Regions from separate parts of the Mus musculus genome. Here region 1 is linked to region 2. A link is a contact called in public capture Hi-C data. All regions are on one chromosome and are shown on one strand. The core of a region is the stretch at or near the end of the contact, and the rest is flanking DNA. Distances in the headings are between cores, read along the strand shown. Region 1 overlaps Hivep2 (human immunodeficiency virus type I enhancer binding protein 2). Region 2 has its middle 17 kb from the start of Sf3b5.

The links. Capture Hi-C pulls out chosen DNA fragments and counts their contacts.
Region 1: a capture Hi-C map of embryonic stem cells shows a contact between it and region 2, with 5 times the contacts expected there. The contact joins two enhancer-like sites. A contact is called at or near these places in 1 of 484 Hi-C or Micro-C datasets (embryonic fibroblasts), 1 of 115 datasets of contacts at active chromatin or transcription factors (embryonic stem cells) and 1 of 9 other capture datasets (embryonic stem cells).

Annotation. Positions count from the first base shown.
Region 1 is chr10:14,016,629-14,020,323 of GRCm38.p6, forward strand. The region is part of intron 1 of Hivep2 (human immunodeficiency virus type I enhancer binding protein 2); the gene reads left to right. Among named protein-coding and RNA genes, the nearest start is that of Hivep2, 52 kb to the left of the region's middle. Within about 2 kb of position 1,388, at least 164 of the 459 cell types and tissues checked have an H3K27ac peak or open chromatin away from gene starts, as enhancers often do. A contact at or near this core is called in embryonic stem cells, where this site is marked.
Region 2 is chr10:13,023,457-13,027,504 of GRCm38.p6, forward strand. No RefSeq gene overlaps it. Among named protein-coding and RNA genes, the nearest start is that of Sf3b5, 17 kb to the left of the region's middle. Within about 2 kb of position 1,460, at least 5 of the 459 cell types and tissues checked have an H3K27ac peak or open chromatin away from gene starts, as enhancers often do. A contact at or near this core is called in embryonic stem cells, where this site is marked.

The DNA of each region.
Region 1 (3,695 bases), core at 138-2,637, 990 kb after region 2:
TTTGCTGTTCCAGAGAAGTCAGATACTTCTAAAACAAAAGCCCGCAATGCTCTGTCAGAGTGACAGTCTTGTTGCTAAGAGCCCTTTGCTAGTCGTGTAGGCAGGGCAGCCAGTAACATCAGGTACTGAGATCAACTCTATCACAGATCCCTTCTGTGTGGCTGATAAATTTGCATGACAACAGTGGAAATCTGCATTATTCGGAGAATCGCCAAGTAAGGCTAACAAGGAGGAGGACATAGCAAGCAGGCGAGGTGTTCAAATCCTGAGGCTGAATTTTAGGGTCTGTGATAGCCAGTTTCCTTCATTGTTCGCCGTAGGAAACTTGGAGGGGAACATTTTTAGATATTCAGATAGAAAATATGTCAAAATCCAGCCTTTTCTGATCTGCAAGCTGCACATATGTTTGAGTAGGATGGGAAAGGAACAAATAACTTGAATTATTATTATAATTGTGATACACGTAAAAAGATATTTTTCTCCTCATAAAACAACAACAACAACAACAACAACCTAACAATCCAGGCTTTATGCCATCATTAATATTTTGTCACTTGCTTGGTTAAGATCTCATCATTTCTTATTTTCATGCACCCATTTGTTGAACAGTGGTCATGCTCATGAGCTATTAATCTTAATGAGCACATAAATGTTCCACATGTAGCAGGTGTATGTAACACACACCATAATTATTCCTATAAATGATCCAACCACTTCTGAACAATTATAACCGCAAAGACAGGGAGCAGAATGTCAGCTTCTGTGGTGTACCTTGTTATTAAGTTTTATTCCACTTAAAAGCATGTTTTCCAGAGACAAAAGATTCACAACTGCAGTTTGTACTATTTTCCTACCTTCAGTTGAGGAAACAGCCATGACTATGGATCTCCTGTGGCGACTATGTATCTCCTGTGGTGACTATGTATCTCCTGTGGTGACAATGTATCTCTGGACTGCTTGAGTCTAATGTTCTTAGGCCATGTGTGTTATAAGCAGAAATTGTGCTTTGAAAGTTGTGAGTAGAATTAACAATGCTGTGGCATTTTGTGAGATGGCTGGTTGGTACTGTTTGATGCTTAGAAAGAGATGCTAAAACTTACTAAACAGCTTGTTACGGTGGGAGCATGTTTAAAGCAACTATTCCTGGTTCTGTCTGTTGAACTTAAACTTCAGCCACTTACTGTGGCACATTGACTTCAGGTCTGTTGTAAGAAAGTCTAAATGTAGGCTGTTGAATAATCCCTTTGAGGGCCCTGTGACTATTTTTATGCCTGGATATGCGTCATCAGTGGGTATTTTCTCTGGTGACTCGCTTACATCAGGTCTCCTTCCATACATTCTCCCAGCGAGTGACTTATGATTGATGGGAGCCACGGCTGTTGTTTAGCTTTATCTGTGACCTCAGCGAGTGGACAACAGGAATTTCCAGGCTGTTAAATTCCCTGCATGCCTGAAGACAGGGGCTCACGGTGTTGATCAAGGCAGGTAGTGAGGGATATTATTCACCAGTGATGACGGGGGAGGGACAGAAGAAGAAGGGGGAGGGAGAAAGAGGGGAAGGGAGGGGAATTCCTTTTGTGAACAGCCGAATCCCTGGCTCAGCTCTTTCCTTAGCTCTTCGCTGTGGCTGCCTGTGGGGAAAGGTGCATTTCCGGACCGAGAAAGTGGATAGTTAGAACCCCCGCTGTGGGCAGCTGGGGGAGGAGGGTGGCAACTCTGGGTTGGATAGAGCTGCATAGGATTCTAATTAGTTAAGAGGTTGCCTTTCATATCTGCTGGAAAGATCCATGAGCAGCTGAATTGTTGTTGCTGTTGTTAGCCATGAATAAGAGCAGAGGTTCTAAATTTTAAGATGTTGAGTAGGCACAGTGATAAGAATTTTGTGTTTGAGTTTAGTTGGCTATCCATGTAGCACTGATTTTATTTTTTAACCTGCACCTTATTTTGACAAGCTATGGAGACCTGTGCATTTGTGTATATGTGTGGAGATGAATTATAACTAACACACAGGAATTTTTAATTTGCTTCCTTTCCCACTTTTTTTTTTCTTTCGAACGAATGTAAGATTACTAAACTGTAGCCAGATTGGCCCCAATATCTAAAACGCTGTGTGTGCTCTCCCCCAAATGGTCTGTCTGTCTGTCTCCACACCACTTCTTTCCTCCTCTTTATCTTCCTGTCTTTATCATTTCCTCCTGCTACTTGTTTGCAGAAGTGATTCCCAATTTCCTGTGGCGTGAAGGAAGGCGGGGCTTAAGCAGGTGGGTGGGGGTCACATGTGAGGCAGGGCACACTAGGCTGCCTCTGTGGGTGGCGATCTTTCTGGTGATGATTTTGGTTTCTTTAAATGCCAATTAGACAAAATGTAAACACTCTTTTTACTGAAATGCAATTATAACATTTACTCATTTAGGTAGAATTACTTTTCTGGTCTTTTAAGACGATTTCCACTATGAAAAGAAATTACTGATTTTGCTTACCAATTTTGTTATTTCCCCCACACACCCCTTCCAAAATCAGGGCATTTTCTCTTAATGTAGCATTACCAGTCTTACTGCAACAACTTTCTTGATAGTTTGCTTCCTAGGAACCAAATTAGGAGATAATCTCTGCCTCTGGTACCCTGAGAAAGAAGTGTGGGGTGAAGAAACTGTCTGGAAGTATTTTATTCATAGCTCTTTGGTTTCATTCTGTTCCATGAAGTGGGCATGGGACATTTTGTAATTATTTTTGTCTCTTCCTTTCACATGAGCCTTCCTAATGGCAAAAACCTATCACCTGCCAAGTCATGTTGTTTCAGTTTTGGTCATTTAAAATTCGAATGACTGTAGGAGAAAGAAAGAGAGGCAGGTGCCAGGCAAAGCTCACCTACCCAAACCCTTTCCTTTCCCTTTGAGAACTCGCTCCTTGGAGAAGCAGGGTGACTCACAAGCAAGCAATTTATCGCTTGAAACTTGTGAGAGATTGAAATTCAGAGCTAGGGGTTTTGAGTCATTGGTAATCGAATAAATTAAGCTTCCTTAATGCATCTGATTAGAAAGAAATCACTTAAACATGGGTGAAGCCCTCTTGGTTGATTCCATTGAAGTATCTCCCAGGTGTCACTGGCAACTCGATTTGCTTTTTGAGGAGTGACAGTGTGTGGAAAGATCCATCTGAGGGGTAGGATGCGTCTATTCTCCTGTGCTCTGTGGTGTAGGGGGTGTCCTAAGGAGGTATACAGTTCTCCCTTTCTTCAAAATGAATGTATGCTTTTATGTGGAGGAGTGGGAGCGCAGAACCAAACACGGAGGAGGGCTATGCATTTTTCATTAAAAATACATTTCACAGAAGAATATAATTTGTGTGGGAGGGAATAGCTGCTTGTCCCTTGATTGCATTGTGCTTATGCCATATAAGAACTAGTTGAGTTTCGGCAGGATATCCTCGTTTTTTGTAATCTGATGACGGCTTCTATTTGGAAAAGAGAATATAATTTTGAGGCTGCATGCTGATGGGTAAGAGTAATTGTTCTCTTTTTGGCAGAGCTTAGCATGGAATCTGCTTTGGCATTTTTATAACTATATATGTAGCTCTATCCTTCCTCCTCAGCCCCGCTTTCCCTCTCCCTGGAGGATGATTTCTGTAATCCTCAGTACTGTGACACTCTAAAGGTGTGATGGTATGCGTTTGATGAGCAAACCTAAGTTAGAGCA
Region 2 (4,048 bases), core at 210-2,709:
TAAAAAAATTTTAAACTCAAAAAATGTTTAGGAGACACTAAAAACAGGAGATAAAGGAGAGGGTAAGGCATATGGGAGAGAGCATGTTTAATGTAGCATAGGATTACATGCAATTGAGCCTTTGTATGTCATACGCAATACATGTACACAATGAAATTTACTTTAATAACCGAAGAATATGAGTGAATAAAGAAACAAATAGAAATATTAACTGAGTAAGTAAATTAAAAACGGAGATTTCAGGGGTGCAGCTGAGTGGAGTACTTACCCAGAATGCAAGAGGTTCTGAGTTAAAGGCTCAAGTGTTGCATAAACCAGGGGCTGTGGTATGCACCATCTACAATCCCAGCTCTTAATGAGAGTGTTGGGGTAAATGTCCAACCCAAATATGCCCCGGCAATGAAAACACAACACAGGTAATATGATTACATGCTGTGCGCCTAGATTGGGCAGATCTACCGCTCCACTACCATCTTCCACATCTATATGATCTCTTAGAACTTGTGGGTTTCTCCAGGCCACGTGCTTCTGCTCTGCTTTTCTTCTTCCTCCTCCTCCTCTGTGTCCTCTCCCTCTTCCATTTTCTCCTTCTTCTCTCTCTCTCCTCTACCTTCCCTTTATCTGCCCAATCAGCAGCTCTCCTTTATTTTACAAATTAAGGTGGGAAGCAGGTTTACAGGAAATCACCTGAGTGCTGACTCATTCCTTGTGCGCAGCCCCTACGGGAGAACTGAGTTAACATCAAGTATAATTAGCCCCAGGGCTAGCCACAACAGAGAGGAAGGAAAATCAGGAGTTCAAAGTTATCTTCAGCTCTCCTCAGAACTCAAGCCCACAAGTGCGTGTGGAGGGCCAGTGGGATGGCTCCTTTGCCAAAGGCATAAAACCTGATGACCTGAATTCAATTTCTGGGACCAACACATGGAACGAGAGAAGCGACTCCTGAAAACACTCTCTCTTACACACTAAATAATTACAGGACTGAACTTTTCTAAAATTAAATAAATACTTGTGATATGTGTGGGATGATAATGGTGAAGGAAGTATAGACAAATTTCCTAGAGCAGTGTTTCTCAACCTGTGGGACTTAGTCCTTTGTGTGTGGGGGATGATCAAATGACCTATTCACAGAGGTCAAATATCAAATATCCAGCTCATCAGATATTTACTTGATGCTTCATAACAGTAGCAAAACTGCAGTTAGGAAGTAGCAACGAAAAGAATGCTATGGTTAGGGGGCACCACAGCCTAAGGCTTAAACTGTCTTAAAGGGCTGCAGCGTTAATTAGTAAGGCCGAGAACACTGATGTAGATCCTGAACCCAGGAGTCGGCGTTCTAGAATCACCTTGGTATCTGGAACCATCATTGAGGAACTGTTCCCACCTGTAGCTGCCTGCTGCAATCAGCCAAGTGCTCTGGGTACCCCTGGTGACTGTGACTCCTCCCATCATGCAACACAAAGGAAAAAGGATGGTCCTCTCAGTAGACTCAAAGGAGAAAAATACAAAAGATGTAACAGCTCTCTGTACTCCCAGGTGTTTGTAAATGAGAAAATGACCCCATAAAGAGGTCTAAAACCAAAGCACAAAAAAACCCATGCTGAAAGAAGAGGTCATTTAAGATAACTCCTTTTTAAAGTGTGTGTGTGTGTGTGTGTGTGTGTGTGTGTGTGTGTGTGTGTGTGTGTGTGTGTGTGTCTGTGTCTGTGTCTGTCTGTGTCTGTGTCTGTGTCTGTGTCTGTGTCTGTGTCTGTGTCTGTGTCTGTGTCTGTGTCTGTGTCTGTGTCTGTGTCTGTGTCTGTCTGTGTCTGTGTCTGTGTTCAGGACAGAGGACAACTCAAGAGAGTTAAATCTCTCCTTCTGCAACATTACTCCACTGGATTGACTCAGGTTCTCAGACCCTGAAGCAGCTTTTTTTCTTGGGAGTAGGGGTGGGGGTGGCACCTCAATGACAACACTGGATGACAGGGGACAGGGGACAGGGTAGAGCTCTAGTTTGGTGGTGGAGCACTTGCCTGACAGACTCAAAGACCATGTTTGTATTGCACATCCAGCCAGCCATAATTACAAACAAACAAAACCCCAAGAAATATAAGTCAGTAGTGATCAATATATCAAGTCGATATAAAAACATGACCATCTTCCATATATATATCCCTAAATATACTCTTTTTTCCCTTTGATTTAAGTTTTATTGCATAATGATGAGAAAAGATACATAATTTCAATTTATCTGAATTTGTTAACATTTAAAAACATATTTTGAGTAAATAGACTTACATCACATTCTTCTTTCCCTTTTGTACCCCAACTCCTCCCAGAGAGCCCCCCATCAAAACCTGCAATACCTTATGTTTTTATCATATCTTTAAAATTTATAAAGTATTGTAACAATAAAAATGAGTATTATAAAAGTTGTTTGATAGAACACAACTGAACAGTCTTATGTAGATGTTTGTCTACAGCAATACTGAAAGTACATACGCTTTTCTCAGTATAAATTTTAAATAACTCAAAATATATTAACTGTATGATATTTTAAAATAATATATCACTATTACTTTTTTAAAGAACATAAATAGACAAAGTCTTTTTGTTTGTTTGTTTTGTTTTTAATAGAGCTTACAATCTAGTGGTACAAACACAAAATAAGAACAGTGTTTGGACACTGGAGTTCATTGTAATAAGGCTGGACTTGAATGTTCCTCTCATCACCAAAGGATTTTACCTCCATAGTAGCTAAGCTAAGAGTTGACAGTTCTGCTGCACCAAGGAATGAATTGTAGGCACGATTTTTGGATACAGATTTCCTGCTACTGTCAAAGCTACTTGACTTGAGTGATTGTCGTCATTCTCAGCCCACAGGGAACAGGTCACATTCATTTAAGGAATGGTGTGTGTAGTAAGATGGTCTATCCATGAAGCCATTCATCAACTGTTTCAGTGAGCAATGGTTCTGCTTGGAGGGTGGCACAGACGTTAGGTGAGGGCAAGATTCTGGTTCATTGGATGTGATGATTTTGAAAAGCATTCATCTCAGAATAAGAGTAATTTATAAAGTCATCTTCTTCAAAATTGATACAATAATTATCAATATCAAGCAAAGCCTTCAGTCTCACTCTTTACTGTTCTTTTACAAGCCACCTCCCAAATTAATTGTCTACATTTCTTTTGGCTGTATAAATAATTTTGAAATGTGTAAGCTGTTCTGAAAACCATAGTATAGTGTAAAAACATCAAATAAATAGTCCTACTAATAGAGAGGCTGAGATAGGAGAAGCATGATTTCAAGACCATTATATGGCACACAGCAAGACCCTGACATGTACAAATAAGCAGAAAGTGTATATGGATTGTACAATATTGGACCTATTTCTTCCATTGCCAAATTAGAGAGACCACGGGATGACAACTGACAAATTTCTAACTCCTCATATTTTTGAATTTCAATCAATTAGAATATGTTGTTAATATTAATTTTCATAGTAAGAGATATTAAGGAAAAGTGATTGTTGCTTCCTGTTAATTTTCTTGTTAGAGGTGGAATTATGTTTGTGTGGGTTTGTTGAAAGATTACTTTCTTGCTTCTCCTAGGGTGTAGTTTCACTCTTTGTATTGGTGTTTTCCATCTATTATCCTTTATAGGGCTGGATTTGTGGAAAGATACTATGTAAATTTGGTTTTATCATGGAATATCTTGTTTTCTCCGTCTATGGTAATTGAGAGTTTTGCTGGGCTGGCATTTGTGGTCTCTTAGGGTCTGTATAACATCTGCCCAGGATCTTCTAGTTTTCATAGTCTCTGGTGAGAAGTCTGGTGTAATTCTGATAGGCCTGCCTTTATATGTTATTTGACCTTTTTCCCTTACTGCTTTTAAAATTCTTTCTTTGTTTAGTGCCCAAGTATACTCTTATATTACCATATTTGTGTGTGTGTGAGTGAGTGTGTGTGTATGTATATATATATATATATATATATATACATACATTGATAATCTATGTTCATTTAAAGCTGCCCACTAGATATGTGAGGCTAAGATAGAATGGAA